2 separate regions of the Sus scrofa genome follow, and region 1 is linked to region 2. The links are chromatin contacts, called in public Hi-C maps. All regions are on one chromosome and are shown on one strand. Each heading gives the region's core, a stretch centred on a gene start, on an enhancer-like site or on the middle of the called end of the contact. The rest is flanking DNA. Distances are from core to core; before and after follow the strand shown. Region 1 holds the start of CSPG5 (chondroitin sulfate proteoglycan 5). Region 2 holds the start of ELP6 (elongator complex protein 6).

Region 1 (6,561 bases), core at 3,444-5,943, 62 kb before region 2:
AACACACAAAATAAAATAGCAACTTCATTGCAGATTGGGATCACTTGCAAGTTTGTAGCTCTACCCTCAGAGCTTCTGATTCAGCTGCTCTGGGGTGAGCTCTGAAATTTTTCCTTTCAAACAGATTCCCAGGAAATCCCAATGCAGCTAGTCATGGGACCACCCTTTGAGAACTAATGGTTAAGATGGTTGATGGTAGAGCAAGATCTCTGCGGTTGTAACAGTTCATTCTATGAGCCCATCAGTCTAATCAATATTTTGAGAGCCTACTGTGTTCCAGGCACTTAGAAAGAACTTGGATGCAGTGAAATCATAATTATGACTGAGTGTCCCTGCACTCCTCACTGCTTATATGTTTGTAGAACGGGGGATACCAGAGCTAAAATAATGTATATTGTGGCAAGTGCTAATGAAGAAAACTCTCATGGTACCCCAGCTGAAGAGAGCATTGTCTGGTCCCCTGTCTTCTTGCTCCTGGCCTGCCCTGCAAACTGGAGCTGTCTTTATTCCTTTCTGCAACAGTGGCCTTTCCAGGCCCTTCCAAACTCATGAGGAGCAGCCAGGTAATTGCTTTCTGGCCACCACTTAGACCACCACCCACACATAAGTATAGCCTTTGTAGATGTGAGCAAAATCACCACACCTTAATATGTATAGTGACCATCACTGTCAAACAGTTGACACAAAGGAAGACACCTCCCACTCTCATTCCTCTGTAGCCTCCAACCTAAGATTCCCTCACTGTCAGATTGTCCCAAAAGGGCTTAGGAAACAGGGCTCTGGTTTCTTTTGGTGGGTTTGGCCCTGACACTGATGAATTTCTCATGGCCATCCAAATTCACTGTGGCATTCCTTATTCCAGTCTGCATACTCTGCAGTAGCTTCAAGGTTCCCAGGAAGCATTTAGCGAGGTTACCTCCTGAGGCAGCAGAACTTCTGCAGACAAGCCTGGTTGCTCCACATCTGAGGCTGTCGGATATGCTGTGTGGCTTTCTCCCAGCTAACTTGGCTTTGAGGTAAGGAAATTCAAGGACTTTTCCAATTATACAGCAGACCTACTCCCCAAAGAGAGACCACCTCCAGATTGTAATGTCTTTTTTTTCAGATTAGAGCACTTGTGCAAGTTGAGAATCCAGTTTCCTATAGTGAGGAGATAGTGGTCCCCACAAAGAACTCAGCCCCCTGCCCCTTGGCTCTTCCCTTCTTCCTAGCAATGGTGCAGAAAGGACCATTCCTAGCAGCCTATCACCAGAAACATCACAGAGCTGATTACCCTGCAGCTCAGAACCAGGTGTCTGCCCAGCACATTGGCAGAAAAAAGGCCATGCTAGATGTCCCTTTGTCACTGATACAGGACTTGAGTCTGGACTTAATGCTATTTTGTACCCTGTTAAGAGAATGTGTAGTATTGGAGTTCCTGTTGTGGCGCAGCGGAAACAAATCCCACTAGGAACTGTGAGGTTGTGGGTTCAATCCCTGGCCTTGCTCAGTGGGTTAAGGATCTGGCATTGCCATGAGCTGTGGTGTAGGTTGCAGAGACGGCTTGGATCCTGTGTTGTTGTGGCTGTGGTATTGGCCTGCAGCTGCATCTCTGATTCAACCCCTAGCCTTGGAAATGCCATATGCCACAGGTGCAGCCCTAAAAAAAAAAGTGAAAAGCTCCATATTAAAATGAAAGAATTTGAAATTAAGATCTTAGTTCAAGTCCTACCCTTACTACTTCATTAGCACAATCTCAGTTTCCATTTGCAGTGTGTAAAATGACCAGTAATATATTAATAGTGTGGTTGTGAAGAATAAGACAGATTAGAGCACTAGGAAAACTAAAAACTCAGAAAACTGTTAATGGTTACTACTGAGGACTTAAACCCAAGAACTGTGCTACTTTCCTGTTGAGACTGTAAAGTATCCCCCCAGCCACGGCAACAGGAGCAGCTATACCCTGCTACAGCAGTCCCCTGGCTTTCCCAGGGGCTTTCTCTGCAAACGGTGGCAGGCTGCAGCCATGTAGTGGGCCTGATGCCTTCCTTGGTACTGCCAAACCCAGTGGGAACTTCAGAGGCATGCAGAAGCCATTGCGTCAAAGCATCACTGATGCCCACATGCAGGAGATTTGAATGTAGGGACGTAAGCATAAGCTCCAGATAGAGGTCAATGTCCTTTTCTTTCTCCAGTTCCTATATCCTCTGTCTCCTCTTCTTGAGCCTACCCAGCCCTAGTACCCAGGAAAAAAATAACACATTCATTTAACACTCTGTGGTTACCATTTACACATATATGACACAGGATACTGACTCTCCCAAGGTCACACAAATCTAATGCTGAATCTGACTCCTGCAGTCACACTCCATTGCCTCGATGAGCTTCTGCTTGTGGAGGTATTGCCTAACCAGGTGTGCTATGCTCAGTTCTGAAACTTCTGGTGAGAGCTGCCAGGAAGTAACAGATGAAACTCAATGGCAACAGTTGATTTAAAATCCCCAAATGAAGAAAGTGGTAATAGAATCTGTCCCCAGGGAAGGAGAAAAGTTCATTGAGGAAGGTGATACTTCATATTTTATACCTATGCTTGTTTTACTTAATTCAGAAATTGAATTTAAGGTGATGAATTTAGGAGTTCCCGTTGTGGCGCAACAGAAATGAATCCGATAGGAACCATGAGGTTGTGGGTTTGATCCCCGGCCTCACTCACTGGGTTAAGGATCTGACATTGCTATGGCATAGGCCGGGAGCTTTAGCTCCAATTCGACCCCTAGTCTGGGAACCTCCATATGCCGCCAGTGCGGCCCTAAAAAGCAAAAAGTGATAAAATAGATATAAACATTTAATAAAATATATCAAAATGAGAAACAAACTGGAGTAGGTGTAAGTTTAGCAGAGGGATGGGAAGAGGACCCCCATCCAGACCTTTTTTTTTGGTGAAAAACAGGAGTGGTTGTAATGCTTCAGGTATCAGGACCCATCTATGAGGCCACCTTCCTACACAGACCAGCCTCAGGAAGGAGGAGGTATGCATGTCCACCAAGAGCCTCCACTCTTGACAACCACTACCCAAGAGTCAAGGAAACAGAGAAGCAGAGCAGGGCAGAGACTTTGATAAAAGGCAAAAAAATGAGATGCAGAAAAAAACTACAGGAAACCAGAGATGGTGTTGGAGGGTATATTAGAGCCTCTATTGCAACAAGCAAGTGCAAAGCCCTGCCTGACCTTCTGCTCTCAGAAGGTTGTATTTCTAACTGGTATTTACTATCCCTAGAGGCAATGTCAAGCCATGGAAAGAGCTTCAGCAAGTCAACCCCTTTGCAGGAAGCTCCAGACCCATGGTTCCAAGGTGGGAGTGAGATGGTTGCCTCCTTCCCACTTTGGGGAGCCTCCCTCAGTGCCTGGTGCTGCAAACTCGGGAGTCTTGCAGTCCAGTGGGAAATTACTATAGACAGACAATGAGATCAGGGCATAAGTGTCTAACTACTTGGGTCATGCTCAGACGGCTTCAGGGAAAGGAGGGTGATGGGAACTGAGCTCTCTGGGTTGAGTTTCTCAGGCAGTCCCGGAGGAGAGAGAATGGCCAGGATGAGCAAACGTCTAGTTCTAGTGAGAGAAATTGACTTAGAACCTAAACAACCCAATCCAGAGACATGTACTAGAGAGATTAGGAGATAGAATATCGTTCTTGGTCACATATGTGGCTCCCGAGTGACAGAAATGGCAGCGTCTCTCAAATATCACAGTTGCCACATCTCAGGCAGTGACCTTGAATATCATCATTTGGGTTAATAGATCAAGAGGCAGAGGGTCACTTAGGTGGGTAGGTAGCGAGGGATGAGTAGTTTCAGACCACACAGTGAGGTTTGAGCAGGGCCCACAGACTTTAACGCCTAGTCTGATGTCCCCAAGTCCCTACGCTGCAAAGTAGGCCGCTTGGGATTACCCAGCAACTTGAGATTTGGTGACCCGGGATACATGGGGGGTGGGGGGCAATGTATCCAGAGGAGAGAGAAAGGAACCGGGATTAAAGGCCGCCGCTCCTCAGGCTACCTCGAGAAGGAGAGAAGGAAGGCAGGGTAGCCGCGGTTCAAGCAAGGTCTTGACCCCTGCCCCCAGGATGCGTTCCTGCTGGCCTGCCTGTTCGAGGTCTGGGGCTTTGGCTGCAGACAGATTAGGTTTGATCCGATTAGAGTCTGGGAGGTCCACTTCGCTCCCTTGCCTGGCGCTGGCAGAGCCCGCCCCGCCTTCATGAGGACTCGGAGACCTCCTAGAGACCTTCGTGCGCCCCTGGTTCGGCTCACTGCCACAGTGCGGGCTCGGGCTTCCGCCCCCTGCGGCCCTTCTGAGCCCCGCCTAGAGCCTGCGGGTGTCTGGGCCCCCGCCTCTATGCTCGCCTCGAGGCGGGTGGGTTCCTCGCGGGTGGGGGGCCTTGCCAGCCCTCTACCGGGAGGGGCGGGACCGCGGCCCCGCCCCGCAGGTCTCCAGCTAGTGCACCTGTCGGCTAACGCCATGCGCAGCTCTGTGCGCCTTCCCCCGCTCTACTCCACGTCCATTTGTCTCCGCGTCCAGAGCCGGGGGTCTGTCTGTCCCCCTGGGCAGGCGGACTGAGCAGGGCCGGCGTCAGAGCTACGTGCGGCGGGGCGGGCGCGGCGGGCGGGGTGGGGGCGGCGCTGAGCGCGGCAGCGGCGGCGCGGGAGGCGGGGAGGCGCGGCGCGCCGGGGACAGCGGCGGACGGCGGTGGCGGCGGCGGCATGCGGCTTCTTGCGCTGTCCATCGGGGGCTGAGACGGCCGCAGCACGGGTGGGAGGCGCGGCGGCCGGCAAGCCGAGGGCGCAGCCAGACAGGCAGACCGCTGTCAGCGGTCGGGGCGCCGCGCCATGGGCCAAGCCGAGGGCGGGGGCCCGGGGCGGGGGCCGCCGCCGCTGCTGCTGCTTTTGGGGGCGACGCTGGTTCTCGCCTCGGGGGCGGTGCCAGGTAGGTACCGACAGCGACTGGGACCCCAGCGGCTCTCGCGCCCCACCCTAGGCCAGGGTCCCACTAGCTTCGGGTACAGGCGGAGTCCGTGAGCTGTGGCAAGGGGGCGGGGCAGCGCCTTGCCTGCAGCGCGAGCGGGGGAAGGAGGGCCCAAAGAGATGGGGTATTTGGGGAGACTGAGTACTGGGGCCGACCTCGACCTGGGTGTGCAGACCGAGCTGTTGGCTGGGAAGGGGGCCTGGTAGGCGGGGCGCGAGGGTGAGACTTCGGGGCGGGACCTGGAGGTGATGTGGAGCTGGAGGGTGCGAGTTCGGGGCGGGGATTGGATGGGGCGGGGCCCTAAGGGTGAGACTTGTGGGCGGAGCCTGAAGGCGGAATGGAGCTTGGAAGGTAAGACTCACGCCTGGGGTTGGAGTTGGGGACCCCCTCGTTAAATTGTGGGTGGTGTCGGGGGCGGGGCCTGAGCGGGGAAACGGTTGGCCGGGTAAGTTCCCTGGCCTCTGGAACGGGCTGGGGGCGGGGCTTAAATATGGGGCGTGGCCCTGGGAAAGCTTGCTTCTGAGGCTTAGGGTTGATGGAGGTCTGAGAAAGCAGCAGCGGCTGCAGGGGCGGGACGTGGCCCAGGGCCCTACCACGAGTGCTGCCCTGACGCCCCGCGTGTCCCTCCCTCCCACAGTGCGCGAGGCCCGCAGCGTCGTCGAGGCAGAGGAGCAGGTGAAGAGCGTTCTGACGTGGGAGCCTCGTGGTAACTACACCGGGGAGAAAGACGGCCCACCAGCAGCTGGAGAAGATGAGACCTCGCGGACTGTGCCCCATGGCGAGCACGACGTGGTGAGCCCTGGAATTGGGCCAGAGGAGGCGCTGGAGGCGTCGGCTGCCGTGACAGGAACAGCCTGGCTGGAGACTGACACCCCAGGCTTGAGTGGAGTGACTGCAGAGGCAGGCAGTGGAGACACCCAGGCACTTCCAGCCACGCTCCCGACTCCTGATGAGGCTCTTGGGCAGTTGCCATCCACCGCCACCCCTGAGGCTACAGAGGCCAGCGAACCACCCTCCTCCACCCCTGGCGACAAGCTGAACCCAGGCCCTGAGGTACCCAAGGAGAGCCCCTTGGAGGTTTGGCTGAACCTGGGAGGCAGCACCCCTGACCCTCATGGGCCAGAGCCCACGTACCCCTTTCAGGGCACACTGGAGCCCCACCCAGCGTCAGACATAATTGACATCGACTACTTTGAAGGATTGGATGGTGAGGGCCGTGGTGCAGACCTGGGTAGCTTCCCTGGGTCGCCAGGTGCCTCAGAGCACCACCCTGATCCTGGAGGAGAGACCCCTTCCTGGAGCCTTCTTGACTTATACGATGACTTCACTCCCTTTGATGAATCTGATTTCTACCCTACCACATCCTTCTATGATGACTTGGATGAAGAGGAGGAAGAAGAGGAGGATGACAAGGATGCAGCAGGAGGTGGAGACCTGGAAGATGAAAATGACCTTCTTATGCCCACAGGGAAGCCTGGTCTGGGGCCTGGGACAGGCCAGCCCACCAGTCGGTGGCATGCTGTCCCTCCACAGCATACTCTGGGGATAGTCCCTGGCAGCAGT
Region 2 (6,322 bases), core at 666-3,165:
GAAGCTGAATCAGAGCTACACCTCCTGGCCTAGCCATGGCCACAGAAACGCCAGATCCAGGCCGCAGCTGTGATCTACACTGCAGTTCATGGCAACACTGGATCCTTAACTCACTGAGTGAGGCCAGGGATCAAACTAGTATCCTGATCCTCATGGATACTAGTTGGGTTTGTTACTGCTGAGCCACAACAGGAACTCCAGAAAATCTTGAATATAGGTTATTACAAGATATTGAATACAGTGTGCTATATAGTAAGTAGGTCCTTGACGATTATCTATTTTATATACAGTAATGTACATCTTAATCCCTGACTCCTAATTTATTCCTCCCCCTCTTTCCCTTTGGTAACTATAAATTTGTTTTCTATGTCTGTGAGTCTATTTGTTTTGTAAATAAGTTCATTTGTATCTTTTTTTTTTTTGGCCCCACCTGAGGCATATGGAAGTTCCCAGGCCAGGGACCAAATTAAAGCCCCAGTTTTGACCTATGCCACAGCTTCAGCAACACTGGATCCTTAACCCACATCACCACAGCGGGAACTCCTATATGTATCATTTTTAAAGATGCCACACATCAGTGATATCATGTGATGTTGTCTCTCTGTCTCACTTACTTCACTCAGTATGATAATCTCTAGGTCCATCCACGTCACTGCAAATGGCATTATTTCATTCTTTTTTGTGGCTGAGTAATAGATGTTAATTCTATGATTATGTATCTTAATAAATCTTATATATGGAGGGCCAACTAGAATGAGGCTATGTCAGTGGTAGAGAGGCAGCACTTTTTTCTTTTTTTTTTTTTTTTTTGGTCTTTTTAGGGTCTCAACTGCAGCACATGGAGGTTCCCAGGCTAAGGGTCTCATCAGAAATACAGCCGCCAGCCTACACCACAGCAACAGTAACTCCAGATCTGAGCCAAGTCTGCGACGAAACAACCTCACAGTTCCTAGTTGGATTCGTTTCCACCCTGCCATGACAGGACCTCCGAGAAGCAGCAGTTGCCACCGGCCTGCACCACAGCCACAGCAACTCGGGATCTAAGCAGCATCTGCAACCTATACCACAGCTCACGGCATCGCCGGATCCTTAACCCACTGAGCGAGGCTAGGGATCAAACCTGCAACCTCATGGTTTCTAGTCAGATTCATTAACCACTGAGCCACGACAGGAACTCCAAGCAGCACTCTTATTAGCTGGGAGAGGGAATGTTTTGTTTGTGGCTTAGACAATGTTCATGTTTCGTGTTCATCACAGTGATGGAGCGGTCTAGTTTTGTCTTCATCCATCATAATCAATTGATGTTGATGTTTTGTGAAATTGTTTATGCTCAACAGGGAAACACTGAGACCTAGCTGTGTCAAAGTAGCTCCTGGATAACACGGCCTGCCTTCTTTTTCACACAGCAGTAATCATGAAACATCCCACCCTTGGCTAGAGGATCTAAGTGATTTTGACACAGAGGCAGCCTCAGTTTCCAGCCCAGGTGCAGAGCTTTAGATCATGACTGCATTCCAAATCTATCCTAATCTTGTAGTTTCCATGGAGACCCTGGTCTGCTTTGCAGTCCCAGCCAGATTTTGACTCGTGTACATGCAGCTGTGCTTCATTTAAATTCCCTTTGAACCCCACATCGTCATACAACTCTCTCCTTTGCTTGGTGACAGGTTCCTGGCTCTCTGCTTGTGTGCTATCTCCCTCACTACAATGAGTAAATAAACTTAATTTTGTCGAATTACAGATTTGTCTCTGGGGATCTGAGGTTGCTTGGGCTAGAACAAAAACTATACATATAAAAGCTACAGAAAAAATAACAGCAGGTGAAAAGGATAAGAAGTGCTGGGAAAGGGACAGTTTGCAATTTAAATAGGATGCTCAGGGAAGGTCTGTCAAGGTGATAGCTGAGTAAAGACGTAAAAAACGCGGGGGTTTTTTGAACGGCTTATTATCTGGGAAAAGAACATTCCACGAGGGGGAAACAGGGCGAAAGCCCCGAGGAGGAGCATACAGGGCGTGTTCCAATCATATCTGGTCAGTGACCCTACCCTGACAACACCTTTAATTCTGAAACCTACCCATACCCCATTGTTACTTCCTTGTATGCTTTTTCTTTTTTCCATAGAACTTTTCAATGTATCATTTCACGTTTATTTTTTAATTAAAAACAAAAAGTATAGTTGATTTACAATGTTGTGCCCATTCCGTGTTGATTATGTTTGTCTTTTGTTTTTCACGAGGGCGGGCATCTTCCCTCCTCTGGTTAGGCGATGTAGCCAAGCTTCTAGAAATGTGGCACACACTACAGGAGCTCGACAGGCTATACAGTCCGGAGGTCCTGGGCTGGGGAGAGAGCGCAGCCAAGGGAAGGAGGAAGAGGCCCAGTCGCCTGGTACCTTGGGGAGCCCCTACGAAGGGCCTGCAAAGGAACCACTGTCCAAGGCGCCTGGCGCCCGGCCCCTGGCCCCTGGCTCCGGATGCGCGTCGCGGCGCCTGCGCAGGCAGCGGCCCGGTCCGGGCGCTCGCTTTATTGGCTGCGGCGGGATCTTAGAAGAGGCTTTGCGCATGCGCGCTCCTGCCGCACGGGCCTGAGTGGTGGGTGTCGCTCTCCAGCTTCAGCCGTCTCTGCCGCAGCCCCATCTCTTCGTCCAGGGCGCTCCTTCGCAGAGCTGAGAATGTTCTCGGAACTCAGTAACCTTCTCAACACCAGTCCTGACAAGGTGGAGCAGGTAAAGGTCGTCAGGAAATGGGCGGGTCCCGGGAGCATGGCGGAAGACGGCGTACCCGGATGAAGCGCACTCTGACCTGTGGGAAATTACACGTTGGTCCGGAGGTGCGGGGGTGCCTGGGAATTGTAGTCCGCGGAGGGCCCACTGGGGGACTGGACAGGACTCTTGGGCTTGCGGAACGTGGGCATCTCGACCTTATTGCGCCTTCTCAAAGGCCGTGTGTGCCCTTGAGGTTCACAGGAAGCATATCCAACCTTTGGATTGGCTTAACTTCACAAACGTGTACCAGCGAGCTCTATGCATGTTCAATAAGGTGGGCGTCCTGGCGCCCAAAAGTGCTTGCCCGAGAGGAGAGGAGAGTTCCACCCTCTACCCTTCTCATGGGACCCGCTTCTTAACCGTCCTGAGCCTTCCTCTGGCCCGGGAGCGCTTGGCGGGTCGCACTGAACGCTGCTGCGCTTCTTCCTCCTTATGGTCTCTAATTGTGCTCTTTCAAGCAGCTCTCAGCCCACCTTTAGCACCACAGCTTCAACACCCTCTTTCCCGCGCTCTAGGCCATCTCTAAAATTTTTACATTTTAGTCCAAGTGTTACCTCTCCTAGGAACATATTTGGTTTATTTCACAACTATTGTTTTCCTAATGAAATGGTAAGCTCCTCCGGCAGCCAAGACACCGAGGGTGTAAAGCCTTTTTATGACTTAATAGCGCCAAGCAAATAGTTTTCAGTAGATCCTTATGCATTTTAATTGCCCCGCGGTTCTTGTCTGCCCAAGCCTCCAGATGGTGTTGGTTACCTTGCCAGTTACTACTAGCACCTCCAAAGTCCAAGCTCAGGGCCACAGTGAAGGAATGGAGAATACAAGTGAGCACCAGGAAATGACAGCGCTGAGGGTAGCTCGCAAAGGCTGATATTGTGATCTTTCATATTTTATAAATGAAAAACAGGCACAACAGCACAGTGATGACCTTCCCTGTCATTGACAAGGAACTAGAGATGAGCAGGGCAGCCAGTCATTGCAGAGACCATCTTTGGAGGTCTTTCCAGGGCTCTCCATGTTCAGAGCTCTGCCTGAAGCAGTTTCCAGGGCTTTAGAAGGAGAGCTTTGTAACTGGAGATCCCTATCAACAACTACTTCTTCCCTTTCCTCTACCTATGGGACAGAATTGGAATCAGGACTAGAGATAAGGAGGAAACTGTATCAGATGATCTCTTCGAGGGTCCCTTCCAGTCTTGGCAGCCAGTGATTTTTATTAGTTTCTTTTCTTTTCTTTTTTTTTTTTTTGGTCATTTTGCTATTTTTTGGGCCACTCCCGCGGCATGTGGAGGTTCCCAGGGTAGGGGTCAAATCGGGGCTGTAGCTGCCAGCCTGGCCTACGCCAAAGCCACAGCAATGCTGGATCCAAGCTGAATCTGCAACCTACACTGCAGCTCATGGCAACGTTGGATCGTTAACCCACTGAGCAAGGGCAGGGACTGAACCCGCAACCTCATGGTTCCTAGTCGGATTCGTTAACCACTGTGCCACGACGGGAACTCCTTTATTAGTTTCTGATGGTAACAGCCTTTGTTCAGGATCTCATTTCCCCAAGTCTGGTCAGGAGTGAAGACAAGAAAGGATTTTATTCTTTATTGCCTTGGGAAACATGAAGGCTGAGATATGCTTGTCCATAATGAGTGATCACTTTAATTTTTGGTTTTTCCATAATTTTTACTGATTTTTTTTTCCTTTTTTTTAGGACTGCACCTGTGGCATATGGAGGTTCCCAAGCTAAGGGTCCAGTTGGAGCAGTGCGGGATCTGAGCCGTGTCTGTGACCTACACCACAGCTCATGGCAATGCCAGATCCTTAACCCACTGAGTAAGGCCAAGGATCGAACCTGAGTTCTCATGGAACTAGTCGGGTTCATTACTGCTGAGCCATCATGGGAACTCCTTGACTGATTTTTTTTTTTTTTTTTCTGGTTAAATACACACGCACAGACACACAGTCTCCAGGTGTGGAAATTTAGGGGTGAACACAATCAACTCGATTTCAACACTCAGCTGACCTCCTTCCAGGGAGTCTAATTCATCTTTTTTGTGTTCTTAACTTTTAGGGGAAACTGACTCTACTCTGTGATGTCAAGACTGATGGCAGTTTCCTTGTGCATCACTTTCTCTCCTTCTACCTCAAAGGTATGGGACTCCTTGATGCTGGAGGGGAAAAAAAAAAAAACAAGGCAAAAGAAAAAAAAAAGCCTGTTTTAGGAAGGAATAGGAATAGTATTAACTAGCCAAGGCTTTGGTGTTTAGGTAGCTAGCCAGATGGCTGTTTAGTAGGTAACTCATTACTGGGCCATTTTGTTCTTTCCCTAACTCTGCCAGAGGGCGACTTGTGCTCACTGTGTCCAGGTCCTGCCTTCTGCTTCTCCAGCCACTGCATAGGCACTACCTCCCTGAGGTCCTTGTGTGGTGCCCTGATTAGTTGCTCCGTAGTCCTTGTGTTTTTGTTTTTTGGGTTCTTTTTTGGCGTACTTGCAGCACATGAAAGTTCCATTGCAGTGACAATGCCGGATCCTTGACCTTCTGCACGACAAGAGAGCTTCAGTCCTTGAGTATTTTGAAGACTCTAGGCACTCCACTCATTAACACTATGTCTCAGGCAGTAGATATTTCTTAAAGAATACAGGGAAGAAAACAGCATGGGCACTACAATTCACACATGGAAATCAATTAGAAGAAGAAAACAGCCAAATGAGAAAAAGACTTATAGATTCTCCTTGAGCCCCCACTGAGCCAGGCCAGGATATAGGGTGGACCTTTGGCACTATAGTTGTAATAATTTACAGCTTTAAAAGTTATTTTCCTTTCCAGATAATGTTACTAATAGCTTATAAAAATATGAGAGTCTGCAGATAAATTATTAGAATTAATTATGTCAGAATGTAGCTAGTGCTCCTTTGTGCTCCCCTTTTATCCTCTTGGATATAAGTCCAGTTTAAAAAATAAATTGTATTCCAGGGAGTTCCCATTGTGGCACAGTGGTTAACGAGCCTGACTAGGAAACATGAGGTTGCAGGTTCGATCCCTGGCCTTGCTCAGTGGGTTAAGCTCAAGGCGTTGCCGTGAGCTGTGGTGTAGGTCGAAGATGTGGCTCGGATCCCTCGTTGCTGTGGCTCTGGCGTAGGCCGGTGGCTACAGCTCCGATTAGACCCGTAGCTTGGGGACCTCCATATGCCACGGGAGCGGCCCTGGAAAAGGCAAAAAGACCAAAAAATATAAATAATTAATTTAAAAAATCATATTCCTGAAAACCAACAAGCAATTAGTAAAAGGGTAATTTTTTAAAAACCGTTAATTCGTTGCTGTGGCTCTGGCGTAGGCTGGTGGCTGCAGCTCCGATTCAACCCCTAGCCTGGGAACCTCCATATGCCGCAGGAGCAGCCCAAGAAATAGCAAAAAAAAAAAAAGACAAAAAGACAAAAAAAAACCCAAAACGTTAATTTATTTTCTTTTTTTTAAACATATAGTATAGGAGTTCCCGTCGTGCCTCAGTGGAAACAAACCCAACTAGTATCCGTGAGGATGCTGGTTTGATCCCTGGCTCCATTTAGT

The links. Hi-C and Micro-C count contacts between places; a contact is called where the count stands out from the background.
Region 1: a Hi-C map of undifferentiated spermatogonia shows a contact between it and region 2, with 1.7 times the contacts expected there. The contact joins the promoter of CSPG5 here to the promoter of ELP6 in region 2. A contact is called at or near these places in 4 of 47 Hi-C or Micro-C datasets (embryonic fibroblasts, epiblast stem cells, skeletal muscle and 1 more) and 1 of 2 datasets of contacts at active chromatin or transcription factors (skeletal muscle).

The regions. Positions count from the first base shown.
Region 1 is chr13:30,402,313-30,408,873 of Sscrofa11.1, reverse strand. It overlaps CSPG5 (chondroitin sulfate proteoglycan 5), which reads left to right and starts at 4,693. Exons shown (of 4, transcript XM_021068733.1): 1 at 4,693-4,959; 2 at 5,636-6,561. The coding sequence starts at 4,863.
Region 2 is chr13:30,337,545-30,343,866 of Sscrofa11.1, reverse strand. It overlaps ELP6 (elongator complex protein 6), which reads left to right and starts at 1,915. Exons shown (of 7, transcript XM_003358419.4): 1 at 1,915-2,726; 2 at 4,825-4,903. The coding sequence starts at 2,475.